2 separate regions of the Zea mays genome follow, and region 2 is linked to region 1. Evidence: chromatin contacts called from public Hi-C data. All regions are on one chromosome and are shown on one strand. Each heading gives the region's core, a stretch centred on a gene start, on an enhancer-like site or on the middle of the called end of the contact. The rest is flanking DNA. Distances are from core to core; before and after follow the strand shown. Region 1 holds the start of LOC100276555. Region 2 holds the start of LOC103646382 (mitochondrial uncoupling protein 3).

What was found. A called contact is a pair of places that touch in the nucleus more often than the background predicts.
Region 2: a contact with region 1 is called in a Hi-C map of endosperm, with 2.0 times the contacts expected there. The contact joins the promoter of LOC103646382 here to the promoter of LOC100276555 in region 1. A contact is called at or near these places in 2 of 25 Hi-C or Micro-C datasets (bundle sheath and endosperm).

The regions. Positions count from the first base shown.
Region 1 is chr2:46,064,710-46,072,102 of Zm-B73-REFERENCE-NAM-5.0, forward strand. LOC100276555 reads right to left here and starts at 3,249. Exons shown (of 2, transcript NM_001374063.1): 1 at 2,890-3,249; 2 at 816-1,908. The coding sequence starts at 3,210. The coding sequence ends at 958. LOC103646378 (E3 ubiquitin-protein ligase ATL6) reads right to left here and starts at 506. Exons shown (of 2, transcript XM_020548284.3): 1 at 222-506; 2 at 1-141. The coding sequence starts at 54.
Region 2 is chr2:46,237,339-46,244,731 of Zm-B73-REFERENCE-NAM-5.0, forward strand. It overlaps LOC103646382 (mitochondrial uncoupling protein 3), which reads right to left and starts at 3,138. Exons shown (of 2, transcript XM_008671113.4): 1 at 2,679-3,138; 2 at 400-1,220. The coding sequence starts at 3,056. The coding sequence ends at 684. LOC100285076 (zeaxanthin epoxidase) reads right to left here. Exons shown (of 16, transcript NM_001157971.2): 5 at 7,231-7,346; 6 at 6,890-7,101; 7 at 6,710-6,801; 8 at 6,387-6,501; 9 at 6,051-6,154; 10 at 5,829-5,874; 11 at 5,687-5,751; 12 at 5,487-5,576; 13 at 5,347-5,401; 14 at 5,141-5,229; 15 at 4,964-5,051; 16 at 4,260-4,820. The coding sequence ends at 4,728. It overlaps LOC103646383 (probable fucosyltransferase 7), which reads left to right. Exons shown (of 2, transcript XM_008671114.2): 2 at 1-613. The coding sequence ends at 248.

The DNA.
Region 1 (7,393 bases), core at 1,999-4,498:
GGCCATGCCGGCGCCGAGGAGGCAGAACACGAGGAGCAGCTGCCGCGTCTCCATCGCTCCTCGCGAAGCACGCACGCAGAGGCACAGATTTGGGGAAACGGCACCACTTCTGCCGCCGGTCTGTCTGCTGTGGAGCGAATCCTGCTTTGACGGCACGAGAAAGTGAGAAACCGATTGGTGTTGCTAGCTAGACGCGCGCTGGTGGTGCTGCGGATGCCTACATCCCACGTCGTGACTCGTGAGTTGGGCGAAATACTTGCTTGCCCCTCTCTCTTTCTTGCCGATCCCAGACCCGCCTAGTTCAGTTCCTGCATCTGGGTGGATCTTTGACGCAGGGTTGGCACGTTTTACATCTGCGCGAGCGCGACTGTGCCGAAGGAGCGGCGGATGGCAGGCAGGCGTGTGCCGAGTGTTTGACACCGGGCCGGGACCGGGAGTATTCTGAGGTTTCGGGGGCTATCAAAGCAGCCGTGGATGGAATGGAAGGTGGTGGTAGGCAACGCATGAAAGGACTCGAAATACTTGAAAAAACTCCTGTGGCTTGCGACCGGTATCTTTATTCCACGCACAATCATGAAACAACAACTCGCAACGTCACCATCTTCGTGGCGAGAATGTGGAGCATAGGACAAACAGTATGCAACAGCATCGTTTCCGCCAGCTCGTAGCCGCTGTACCTGTCGTCTTTACAATAGCTGCAGCCTGCAGGGTAGTTAGGGCCAGGAAGAAGACGAAGGTCACAAGAACGCGCGCACCGATGGCCGTACACAGTTTCTCAGTGTGCTTCGTCATGCCACGAGCCTGGCACTATGTACGTACGTAACCCACTAACCAGACATGATCACATCAATCATGTCAGAGAATAACGTAACGTGCAGAGTGCTTGGGCTGTCCATTGTTTATTCCTTCACACAAGACAACAACAACAAAAAGAACAGACTCGAAACCAACCCGTAATCACTCGACCACTGCCGCCCTGCTGCTGCTGCTGCTAGTCAGTATACAACGCTTCTGCAGCATCAGCTCCCGAAACCTACCCGCGGCGTCGGCGAGACCGGCGCGCAGGAGGGCGTCCAGCAGCCGGTTGCAGGCGGAGACGTCGAACTCGGGGGCCTTAGAGCGCTGCCACTGGTCGACGACCTCCCCGGCATCCTCCAGCCGCCCGCACGCCAGGTAGGACGAGACCACGCAGACGTAGTTCCGGCTCGTCATGCGCTGCTGCTGCTGCGACTGCGACTGCGAGGTCGCCACCATGGACCTCCAGATGTCCCTTATCCTCTCTGGCCTGCCGAGGCCGGCGTGCAAGATGACGAGGAAGTCGTAGGTGATCCATTCCCTCTGGCTGATCCTCGCCTCCCCGGCCTCCACCGGCGGCGAATTCACAGAGCCCAGAAGCTGGCCCGCGTCGACGTACACGGACGCGAGGTCCCGGTACAGCGCCCACCCTCCTTCTGTGGACGACTTCGGGTCTCTGGACATCTCGTCGAGGACTGCTCTGAAGCCCTCGAGATCCATGGACGCCGCGGCCGCGCTGGCACGGAGGTTGTACGTGAACAGGTCCGGAGAGACGTTCTGCCGTTTCAGCTCCTCTGCGACGGCCTCCACTTTACCGAGCTCCCCCACGGAGATGTACAGGGTCATCATCTCGTTGTAGACCAGGGCGTCCATAGGCAGGCTCGCGTCTTTCATCCTCTCGAACAGCCTTTCGGCTCTGTCCGTCATCTTCGACCGGCCATAGGAGTGCAGAAGTGCTGTGTAGGCTTCTAGCGATTTGGCTCCCGGTGGGAGCTTCTCAAAGAAATCTTCCGCGGCACTGGCACCGAAGACCTTGGTAATCAAGTCGATGCGCATTCCGTAGTCGTTCTCTGATAGATCAGACTCGTGATGTGTCTTCATCCAGTCTGCTACCTGTAAAATATGCAGTTAATAGTTAGTTGATACAGCGATCTGTATTTTTTTTCTCCCTAGAAGGGGAAAGGTGTAAACCACCATCGACAAAATGTAATATTGCTAGGGTATGGTGGGTATCAGCATAAGCAACCAAACAAAATAAGAGGAAAGGAATATATGCTATAAGCTTTGCCAACGTAAAAGTCTGGCCGATGACATCCTTCAGGGTTAGCGATAGTTCTCATACAGGATTATCCGATCTCAATGACACAAGACCATTTCGCAAAGGAATGTAAAGGTAAGATGGCTCATCATGTTGTAAAAATATAGAAACGCAATAGCTAGTATCAGTTAGCATTAAAATGGCAACAAAAGGAATACTTGAGACAAATTCAATTGATGAGATGTTGGTTACTAATTATAAGATCATAGCTGCAACCTTCGCCATCATGCCAGTCTTCATGAGCATCTTCATAGGCACCCTCATCAATAAGGAACAAAGTTACAGCACATGAATACAGCTTACTAACCCACAGCAAAATCTAGTTAGAAAAGCTCGGCCTGTTGATGAAACCAGAAGCATCAGCAGCGGCACTGTAAAGAGCCAACCGAACCATCTTAATTATTCAGGTAGATAAACCTACAACGCGTGCACATCACAAATTCTTTTGTACAGATTTTATTCAGAGGGTCTCATATCATAGCCGGCTAGGTTTTGGACACAGCAGTGATGCAAAGTTTTTGCCTGTCATGGGAGGAGCATTATTTGGAACTTTTCCATTTATGTTTTTCTATTGTTTTGGCCTTGCCGTTGGTCTTGGTAGCTATTGCTAGTTGCCTAGTTTTGTACAAAAAATTATCCATTTCCACAACAAAAAAAGAACACATTAGATCAAAGTTCATTGCGCAGCACAGACAATGAATTCAACCCCGCATTCACGAGGCCTATGGCAGGAGGAGCAATAATAACAAGGGACAAGGATTCTGCCGGTGCCGAACCTCAAGGGCGTGCTTGTAGCGACGGACGCGGGTGAGGTCGCGCGCGATGCGGCGGAGCTCCGCCGTGGGTGCGTCGCGTCCCTCACTGGACCACTTCTCGAGTGCCGCCGTCGCGCTCCGCTTCGCCAGGCCCAGTCGGAAGATGCGGCTGCGCAGGTCGTCCCCATCGTGCTCGCCCGTAGCCGCGACCACGCGATCGCCCACGGCGGTCGACGCGGCTTCAGATGAGAAGGTCCCGTGCCCCGCGAGAACAGAGCGGAGGTGGAAGCCGGAGACGGATCGCTTGGAGCGGCCGCCGGCTCGGGTAAGCACCGCCGCCATCTCGTTACCCTGTGCGGCTGTAACCCCGTTCGAGCGAGCGAACCGTGCCGGCAGCGAGGTGCGCAGTGTTACTGTCTTGCAGGGCCGAACCGTTGTATGGGCTGAGCCGTGCTTTACAAATTTGGTGAGACTGGGCCCCCAAAATTGGCCTGTATGACTATTTTCAGCGGCTGTCTTATAGCAATTATAAATAAATAATTTAAAAATAACTTTTGTTCTCAGCTAAACATCTTCAACGAACCTATTCCGCTAAGAGCTAGTTTGGGAACACTAATTTCTCATAGGATTTTCATTTTCCTCCCTTGGGAAAATGAAAATCCCATGGGAAATTAGTGTTCCCAAACTAGCCCTAAATGTAAACTATTTTCGTGGTAAAAGCTTATTTCCAATGGTTCTTCTGTCTCTACTTATTTAACTCATTAGTGTCATTACTTCTTTAAAGCATCAATTTTTTGGATTGCGCGCCATCTAACTATGGGCCATTGTCAATGGGTTGTTACACTATAGATAGATTGTTATACTATAGATAGACCGTAAAAAAACAACAAAGCCCAACACGACATAAAAGCCACACATATCACATCGGTTCTACATAGTATCATCTACTAACTGAAGGAGGACGAGCGATCGAGCGGAATATAAAAAGCGGGTTAGGCTCCTTTTTAATACATATCTTTCTCGTTTTTTTTGCTAAGGAGCTGTTTGGAAGTAACCTAGTTTTTAAGTATCTATTTTTTAGAAACTGGTTTATTGAAAAAGCTAGTTTATGGTGTTAGGAACCACCTCGGTTTTCATAAACTCGTTTTATCTAGGGAGGCTTGCTTCTTAGTTTTTAAGAAGATGGGAATCCAATTTCTAATATCTAGGATACAAACTGGTATGTTCCTCGGTTTTTATAAACTAGTTTCTTAAAAACTTGGTGCTTCAAAACATGCCATAAGTAAAAGTTTAATATTTGTTATTGTCAGTTTAATATCTGATATGTGGACAAAATGTTCGCTTTGTTATTAATTTTATTTTTTATGGATATCAAATATGATTATGTATCATCGCATCGTACAGTATTTTGATAGTCTCTAGTATATTTAAGCGGTAGTTTCTTCGTGCGTCTCATATGTGTCGTCGCAACACACAATATTTTGCTAGTATCTACTATATTTAAGTGGTAGTTTCTTCGCATGTCTCACTCCCATCTCCACGTGAAATCCAAAAAATAAGCACAGAACTTAGGGTTTTAACCATTACCATCTCCCTCCCACACTCAATTTCTAACAACTGAAACACATATTCATTTGTATTCTATAAAGGATAGATGTTATAAATATTATAAATATATAAGGCCCTATTTGGGAACAAGGTTTTTGAAAACCACAGTTTTTGAAATACTACAGTATACTTTATGTTATTCATTTTGGGGTTTTCCCTTTATTTTCTTTTGAGGAAATAAAGAAATGAATTAAAAAAAATAAGTGGTCAGCCGGACTGGGCCTTTTTTAGGCCCGTAAGCCAAGCAGCCCAGCCGGCTGGGAATAATCCCTAGGGCACTTCCGTGCCTCTGGCAGAGAGACAGCGGAGAGGAAGAGAGCGCAGGCAGCTGAGCGGCAGCGGAGGCTCAACGGCTTGGCCGGCTTGCACGGCTGCCTCTTCGCGTTTCCTCTCTATTCAACGGCCTCCGAATTTGGTGCCTGGTCTCTGCTCCATAAGTATGGATGCGTTTCCCCTCTCTCTGGCACTGGCTGAGCAGTCAGATGTTCTTCTTCCTCTCTCCGTGTGTGCTGCTCCGTTGAGAACTCAGTTCGTTCCCTGGTATTGCTGGGAGTGGTTCAAAGAGATAGGAAGTGGTGATGTGCTTGCGCAGCGTGTCTTTCCTATGCTCTGTTGCCGAAACCGTGCATCTGTGTAGTGCTGCGGTTCTTCTCTGATTATTGTCCACCGTGGCCTGGTGCTTGGGCTCCCTCTGCGCGGTGTTCCTCTTCTCGGGCTGGTGCCGTGGACGTCTCTCTCGGCTCCGGCAGCGGCTCTAGTATCTCCGTCAACCTCCCGCCGTGCAGGCCCGGACGTGGGCGGCGGAATTGGTTTTCTGGGACAGAACCTTGTGTTCGCTGAGCTGGTCTTCCCACGTAGACAATCTACGTGCTGTGAGTTATTCGTTGTCTCACTTTATTTACTGTTTAATTTTGTGCAATCTGCTAGTATTAAATACTTGGGTGTGATTGCACTGTTGTAGGCGGATTTGCGTGCTCGATGATGATAGCGGTGTAGTGAGACAATGTGACAGTCTGGGTTTTAGTGTATTATCATTTTCAGAATTGATATTATTTGTGCCTAATTAAATCTCTCTTTGTTGAGGCTGTTTGCCTGTGTTAAATTCTGTTATTTTATTTAGTACACAGCTCCTTAGTATTAGTATTTAGATTTGATTATTAGGCTTATTACATCTGATCTAAAACCCTGATTTAGTAAGATAGGGCTGTCACGTTAGTCGAGGATCTCTGATCACCTATTAGCGTTGAAGGGTTGTTTATTACAGCAACCCACTATTTTGAGAGCAATACTTTAAGATAAACAATCATGTTTATTTGTTTAATCTGCCTTCTTCATCAGCAAGTCATGTTTAATTATAAAATGGACCTGAGATGCTATTTTACATGTTTACATGTTCTAGAATTGCTACTGTTCATTGCTGCAATAATTATATATGGCATTTGTCTGAGTTATATGCTTGTTTTATTCGGAATTAGAATATTTAATTTATTTAAATATGAAGGAAGCATGTCACTTATTTCTCTAATTTACAACAATCCAGAAAACCAATTCGTATTATGGTCTCCAGTTCTGATGTCATTAAGCCTGAAGTGTTCGACGGCGCTAGCTTTAAGCGCTGGCAGATTAAGACTCGCATGTGGCTCACTGACCTAAAATTATTTTGGGTAGTGACGTCGGCTGTTCCCGAGGCTGCATCAGATAATGCTGATGATGCAGCGAAGGCCGCCGCACTTGCGGAGAAGGCCAAGTGGGACGAAGCTAATGAGGCATGCTTGTCTCGTCTGTTGAACGTCTTGTCGAACCGCTTATTTGACGTGTACTCTGGTTTTACCTCCGCTAAGGGTCTATGGACTGAACTTGAGAACGAGTTCTCTGAAGTTGACAATGGCAATGAGTCATTCACAACGGAAAACTACCTCAACTATAAAATGGTTGAGGGAAGGTCTGTTATGGAACAGCTACAGGAGATTCAACTCCTTGTTAGGGACTTGGTCCAATATGGCTGCGTCCTACCAGACAGTTTTCAGGTGAATGCAATACTGGCAAAGCTCCCGCCTTCTTGGCGAGACTTTGTGACTTCACGCCGCCACATGAAGAAGCAAATGACTCTCACTGAGTTGTCAGCTGTGATTAATGTGGAAGAGCGTGCAAGGTCCAGTAACAAGCCATCCCAGCAACTCCAGGCTCACGTTGTTGAGAAGGGTGGAGATAGAAAATTCCAGAAGAAGAAGAAGAACTCTCCACAGAAGAATATGAACCAACCTAAGTCCAAAAAGATGAAGAAGAAAAGGAGGACTTTATCTGCTACGTTTGTGGTGTCTCCGGGCATACAGCTCGGAGGTGCAAACTTAGGAAGGGAAAAGGTCCTCCACCTTAGCGCAAAGAAGGGAACGTGGTGGTTAACGCCACCCCAGGGTATGCACCTCAGGCCTTTATGGCAAGTCCATCAGATGACTGGTGGATGGATTCCGGTGCTACTGTTCATATTTGTGCTGATCGATCCATGTTCTCTTCATTCCAGGGATACAGCAGCGCACCAGTCTTGATGGGAAATGGTGTTTCGGCAGCAGTTCGAGGTACTGGACAGGTCTACCTGAAGTTAACTTCAGGAAAGACGCTCGTGCTGAAGGACGTACTCTATGTGCCATCGATGAGTCGGAACCTCATTTCAGTGTCGCTGCTATGTCGACAGGGTCTCAAATTAGTGTTTGAGTCTAATAAAGTGGTCCTGTCTAAGTTTGGTACTTTTGTTGGAAAGTCATATGAGTCAGGCAGTTTGTTCCGTCTTTCTGTTTTGAATAATCATTCTTCTTACCATGTTAATGTGGTCTGTAATAACGATTCCATTAATAATATATGGCATTCCCGTTTGTGTCATGTGAATTTTGAGGCCATTAAGAGATTAAGTGACATGTCT
Region 2 (7,393 bases), core at 1,888-4,387, 170 kb after region 1:
CCGGCGTTTCCACGTTCGGGTACGTCAGCCAGGGGCTGGCCGGGCTGAGACCGTGGGTGCTCATGCCCCCCAACCATGGGAAGGCGCCTGACACGCCGTGCAGGCTGGCCCCCACAATCGAGCCGTGTTTTCACTCGCCGCCGAACTACGACTGCCGGGCGAAGGCCAGAGGTGACACCGGCAGGATGGTCCGGCACATCCGGCACTGCGAGGACTTCCCACAGGGTGTCCAGTTGCTGCAGTCATGAGATACTGTTATTTAGTTCATACATCACACATTCAGATTTTCCCCTCATTATACTGTGATTAAAAGTTATAAATAAAGGTTTAAAGATGACAAACTTTGGACGGCGTACATAATAACTGCTCACGTGAGGGCACATGTCACACAAACATAGCTTGAGCAAGCAATTTTGTTAAGTGCAAAAGGAGCAAAGATGAGAGTATCGGTTTTTTGTGGAATCCAACTGTCCAAGAGTCCTGTATATTGTCAAAAACTCAAAAATACAATGAGGCATAGCAACTTCGTCTGTTTCCCCCCTTGAAAACAGCGAAGGATAAAAGCCCGCAGTCCAGTAAACCAGCATGAAAAGGGTTCGATCCTATAAAGCTACCATGAAGTTGCAGGAATGAACATTTCTGTGATCTAAAAGCCTCTGGAATGAAACAAAAACCCTCCATTATCAAAATGACGAAATGCCTGATGCTTGGCGCAGCTTCTCGTAGGAAACCCAGAACACAAACTGCCACGGGCCAAGCCTTGCCCATGTTGGCAAAAAACCCTTCCACAGTGCCGTTACGCCCTCATGCCTCAAAGTCTTGACCAAGCAATCGTAAGAACTCCTGTACATAGCTTTACCCTCCTTCCCCTGGTTCATCATCCTTGTTTTGATTACATCCGCTGGGCAGCTCAAAGTTGTCGCAGACAGCCCCGACGCGACAGAGGCCAATGTGTGGGCATAAAGGTTGTCAGAGCAAATCTCCTTGTGAATGATGAGATGCTTTGCATGATCGTAGCACGTCAATTCACCCATGTTGACAAGAAATGCCCTCTGTGCATTTGGAACAACCCCCTTCCAAAGTCCCCGGAAACCCTCCGCTCGTATGATTTTAGTGAGAGCATCTGCCATTCCAGTGTAACGTGGTTGAATGCCTTGGCTCAACATCCTGCTGTCTGCTTGCATCCTTACCTTGATGAGATCAGCAGGGCTTGACACCACCTGCACTGCAAAGTAGCAGGAACAAAATTACCTCTGGTGTTATGTAGCAATACAATGGGCAAAGGAATAGTTACTTCATCAAACATTAAAAAAAGAATTAATTTGGGAACATCAATACAGTGCCATATTGATTTTGGAGCATCACCTTCTAATAATACAGTACCATTTTACCATTGCAAATATTGGATATGCTGATTGTTCCAGTACCTTAGCAAGGAACTCTGCGAAGAAGCCTAATCAAGCATAGATGGCTTGTAGATATGCTGATCAGAAGGCCTACCTACTCCCAAGTCCCAATCAATCAAAAGACAAATCCCCACATATTGGACCTATTGTAGGATGTCTAATTTGATTTCCTTGCCCATTTGTAAACCAAGTAGGTCTGAACAGAAGTGTTAGTCAAGTCACCTTTCTGTATTTTGTGTAATCATATTCGGTCACCAAAATGGGCATCACCAGCCACTCCAGTATCATCTCATCCGACAGTATGTATCAAATGTATGATTCACGTTGGTGCATAGCTTAAGTCTAGATCTAGATCCTGAATTCCTAACACCCCTTAGTGCACTACATGTTTTGATTTATATCTGATAGTTCATCAGTTCCTTGTCTGCAGTGGACAAGGACATCATTCCTTTTTTTTTTGCAATGATGGCCCTATGCCCCTATCAGCAACTGTAACTGTTAAGGAAGATCAGATGTGTTGGACGCAAATGGCCACACTATGGGGGTGAAGAATAGAAGCACAGATACAAAGCAATACAATTTGAACACATACTGAAGTTGGCATCTCACTGTTGCTGCTCCTCAATGAAGTCATTGGCTCATCATGCCATGCCATGAAACAACTGAACCAAAAAAAAGGCTGTGTGTTGCTCTATCACCCACCACACTACTTAGGGCACATTTGGATACCATGGGCTAATTGTTATTTTACTAATTTTCTGCTCAAATTTAACTCTAGTGCATTCAAACAAAAGGGCCAATAGATGGACTAACCTTTTAACCAAGTCTTCAACTAGTTGTTAGCCAACTAGCTAGCCAATCATGGCTAATTTGAGCTAATTTTTAGCCCCAACTAGTAACTAGCCACGAGTATTCAAACATGCCCTTAAATATTGAGACTGGTGATAAATTGATGACAGATCAGTAAAAAGTGCCTCTCTCACTTTCGGATAAGATGTTGTCCATGTGCAATTTAATAGGTAGAACAACAAAAGAGTATATTCATAACTCGAAATATACAGCTTGAAATTAATCGAAGCATGTAAATCAAGTATGGTTTGATTAACATTTTGCAAACCTAGCCCAAAACAAGTTCTAACTTTCGCTCTAATTAGACTGTGAGAGTGATGCGCCACAACCTATCTGCAAATCTCATGTGGACTTACCGCTTACGGAATTGTTATTCATAAATAGTTTGGTGTATTTTATCAAGTCCATGTCTCAAAATTTTACCTGCGCGGCAACGCCGGAGAGTCCCCCAGCGAGCGCCTTTTCAGAAAGTCCAACCTCCCGCCCCTCGCTAGCGAGGGTGGAGCGAAGATGCTCGTACCCCACGATGCGAAGCGGGGTGTAGATCAGGTGGCGGAGGACGGCGGGGCAGAAGCCCCGATAAACCCCGCCATCGCGGACGAGCTCGGCCGCGACCCGGATTACGCCGCGCCCGGGCGCGCCGCCGGGGTTGCGGTGGAGTTGGAGGCGCGTCTTGACTGCGTCTAAGGGGTAGGTGGAGGCCTCCGCCATGGCGGCCGACACTGACGAGAGGGCGACCTTAGCAAGGGTCCCGCGGCGGCGGCCGCCGGCGCCGGCGCCGGCGTCGGCGTGGGCTGACATTGCCCCTGGGATTTGGGAAGCTGGTAAGAGGCCCCGCGGCGCGGCGTGGGTTGGGTTTTCTAAAAGCCCAATCTGAGTGAATCTGGACCGAGCAAAAGTGATCCAACGGACTGACCTGTGATCGTTCGCGTAATCGGCCTCGCCTGCACAGGCAGAGGCGCAGGGCCATGTGCAGCCCATTTCATAAGGTCCTGTTGGCTTTGCTATGAATTAGGAGCCCATTTCATATCGGCCTCGCCTGCACAGTTACATAGATTCATGATTTTGCACTCCATCGAAGTGTAACCTCCTAACGGCAGTTTGCACTGTACCAACTTGATCAACTCCAGTTAGGGCTCGTTCGATTGGAGGGAATTAAATATCTTACTAGTTAAAATTAAATAAAAAAGATTTAATTTTCTTGATCCACATGCAACGAATAAGGCATAGTCAAACCTCAATAGAAAGGGATTTAGTACACCTCAATCTCCTTCGATCCCTATGCAAATCACCTCAATCCCCTCGATCCATGTGGGGTCGGAGAAGATTGAGGTGGGCTAAATATCTTTCTATTAAATTTTGGCTAGCAAGGGATTTAATCATGGTATTGTCTGATAAATCAATGTCTATTACTAGTAACGAAAACAACCAAAACATAGTGATCATCATAGTCCACTAAACATAGTGGCCATCATAGTTGCTAAAACATAGTGGTCTATTAAATTTCCTATGTGGATTGGAGGGGATTCAAATGTATTGATGTGTATTTTGACTCTATGGATTTAAACCGACTCAATTTCACCTAGTCCACGTTGATTAGCATCAAACTGAATTAGCCCTAAAATGAGCTGTATCTTGAGGGATTCTAGTGAATAAGATACATGATGTAGATATATTAGGTTGTATTAACAAATTGTTAGTTGTAACTAGTTCTTAAAAACCGTAATGTAGTATCTAGATTGTATATGCCAGCAAAAAAGAAATCCACCATGCCGCGCGCACCTCTTGTCCGTACCGTACAAGACTAACCATCACACTTAGCGTTAACTATGGTTTTATTTTTTTTATTTAATTACTAATTCAAAATGGGCTAGGCCCAATTAAATCCAACATAATATAGTAAAATTTTTAATTGGATCATGAAATAATTTTATAGGAACAAGTTTTTCAATTCCTGCAGAAATTTTAAGGAAATTTCAACAGTTCGAGGAGCTGGCACTTGTGGAAGAACAAATCATATCTTATCTGACTCAGCTAATTGCTAAACAACTATATACTGTATTACATGATCAAAGTGTTACTGTTCTCATGCCGTAATTACAATATGGCTTCTCGGTGTACAATATTTCCGGTGATGGTACAACGATGTACACAGTCCGACAACAGCTAAATTGTCTATCCCTATCGTACAATCCAGTTCACGCAGAACTGCAACTTCATTATTTCAATCCGCTAGGTGCTAGTATTCAAGATCCTGTTTGGCATCTTCATGGATGCAAAAATTGCATGTGTTTTGACATATCTTCTACTTCCTTCGTTTTTTCATTTGTCACGTTTTAGTTTAAAATTGAACTAGCAGACGACAAATATTCGAGAACGAGTGTATCCTTTCCGTGATGCAGTGTTGTGTCTTTACCGGATGCTGTACAGTACAGTGTGGCTGATGATAGTGGTGGTAGCCAGTGTCTCCATTCATGCTGCCTGAAGGACTTGCTGTTGCTGCCGATTCCCACTTCTTGCAGATTCATACGGGAGCGTGTTCAGCACCTTCACCCGGAACATAGCCTGTAGGTTTTGCACAAGTTAATTATAGTTCAGAAGAACAGGTTTCACAGCAACTCAGGGATGAACTCCATCGGATGAACAATTGGCGAAATAAGAGGAACAAACCAAATGTGGAGGAAAAACTAAAAATGCAGTATAGCTACCTTCTTATCGGAACCAAACTCAATGACATCGGAGGGATGGAAACGAACTGGGAAGTTTGGTGGCACGCGGTAACGTCTACCTTCATTGCTGGACAATCATATGAAGGTCAGCGAATAAAATCTTGTTACTGAAATTGTTGAGGAAGGGCATAGAACCATGGCTCTTTCAGGGCTTACTCGGTAATCCAGGTACCATGTTCGCTTCCGAGATCAGTCAGATAGAAAGCTTTATTCTTGCATGTGATAGTAGCATGTCTTTCTGATATCTGCAATGAAGTTCAGAAAACTGAAGACTAGTACGAACAGTTTATGTATAGAAGGCCTTGTACAATGCAACACTTGAAAAGTTCGTTAAAACCTTGTCTCCATTTCGACTAACTAACCTGTGGAGAGGACAATGATAGGGAAGAAGCTGAATCATTAGGATCTGACCGGCTTCTGCAAAAGAAAATTCATTTGAATTGTTCCATAATGCTTTGATTGGGTGCAATTAGAGCAGAAATGAAATTGCTATTAGACATACCCAACAAAGAGTGACCTCTGCTCATCCCTAATTAAATGAATGGGCTGCAAGCTATTGCAGTTTCCTTCACTTGTTGCGATGAGGTACCATCTGCAAATAGTATTATGAATGATTTTTCGCCACAATTGCTGAAATAAATTAATAAATCAAACGCTTTGTTTCGAAATGAAATGAAAATAAAGAATAAACAAAGAACGTACTCTCCACCCATAGCTTCTTCCAGTGCGTCATCATCCTCAAACCATTGATAAAGCTGGTCATTTGCCTTCAGAATGATGCTAGATGTCAGTAAATATTAAATGCTGGTACTAAATCAAATTTACAGGCACTATGACAACATACCTTGTCAGAAAGTCGGCAGCTTAAAAGTCTTCCTTCTAGTTTTGAGCTGTACGCAATGAAAAGTTCCGTTTGATGAGTACCGATATGGTAATTGGGAACTAAGAGAGCCTGGGTGGTGTTTATTTCTTTGCGTGGAACATTTAAACAAATGTAAACCTATGACTATTGCACATGTGCTTGAGATAGGAACACATGACAGTAATTAATAATTTTGGTATGCACCTGTTGCCACCAAGCACCCAGCTCAACATCGTAGGCATTCCATACTTGATGAAGAATCTGCCACCGACTCTTCCAGGGTGTGGTATCCGCAACTTGGTCAAAAACTACATGTAAATAATTTTAGTATGCAGTTCAAGTAGTTTCAGTATTTATTTGTTCAGTAATGCTCTTAGGAGGATGGCAATGAGATGATAAAGTTCCGATTTCAAAACCTTATTTCAGAAATCCAATAAAATTGATGGTGACATATTTCATAGCTAATTTTAAATATTGCTGAAAAGAGAATGAGATCTGTGCATTATAAGTAACAAAAAAATGTGTATGTTTATTACATACCGATAAAGGCCCTAGACCAACACCCAAGTACGGTCTATAGGTGGTAGCCATGATTGCTGCCATTCTTGCCAGTCCATGTATAATAGCAACACGCAGCCTTCTCTCTTTCTCGTAGCTGCAGGCCCAATACGCCAACAAATATTTTGCTTGTCAGCCAACTAACTATATAGTATGGACTAGAGTTTTAAATCCATGGAAGAATAGGAATATAGGATTGCTTTAAAGTTGGGGTCATTTCAAGCATCCAAATAAAATCCAGTGGATGTTTCAGGAAACACTATCTTTATACTACTAAACATGCTAGAATGTATCGAGAAACTTACCGCCTCAAGGAGGAAACTATGTCTATAGGAGTTTCAGTTTTGACACTCTCTTGCCAGGCATTCTCTAGCTCTACAGCCAGCTGGTAACCATCCTACAGAAACAAATACAAGGTTGTTACTGTGCTACGTATTAGATATCAACACCAGAACATATCCATGGCAGGCTAAGAAATTGCATACCTCAATAGCCATGCAGCCACCTTGGCCCAGATTTGGCTGCATAGCATGGACAGAATCACCAAGCAAGGTGACACGACCTTTCCCCCAATTCATAGTAGGTGGGCGGTCGTATATATCTCGGCGAAGAACTGCTTCTTCATCAGTTGCATTTATCAAATCAATAACATTATCACACCATCCGTCGAATATCTCAAGCAATTTTTTCTTTTTGCCTGTTAATGGTAAGCAGATGATAACCTTGTGGGGAGCATATCGTAATCATTGCTCTCATTTTGACCACAACTTACAATGTGGCAGTATCTATTTCACGAATTAAGCACGAGAACTTCTCAAGGACTCACCATTTTCAGGGTCAGTGCCACCAGCCTCTTCATTGTGAAAAGCGTACCATTGCATTTTACCAGCACCGACATCCGAAGAGACGAAGTACTGTTTGTGGCCAAGAAATACTCGGTACCTTCAACAGAGAAAAATGGAGGACATGGTTATGGCACAACGAAATTT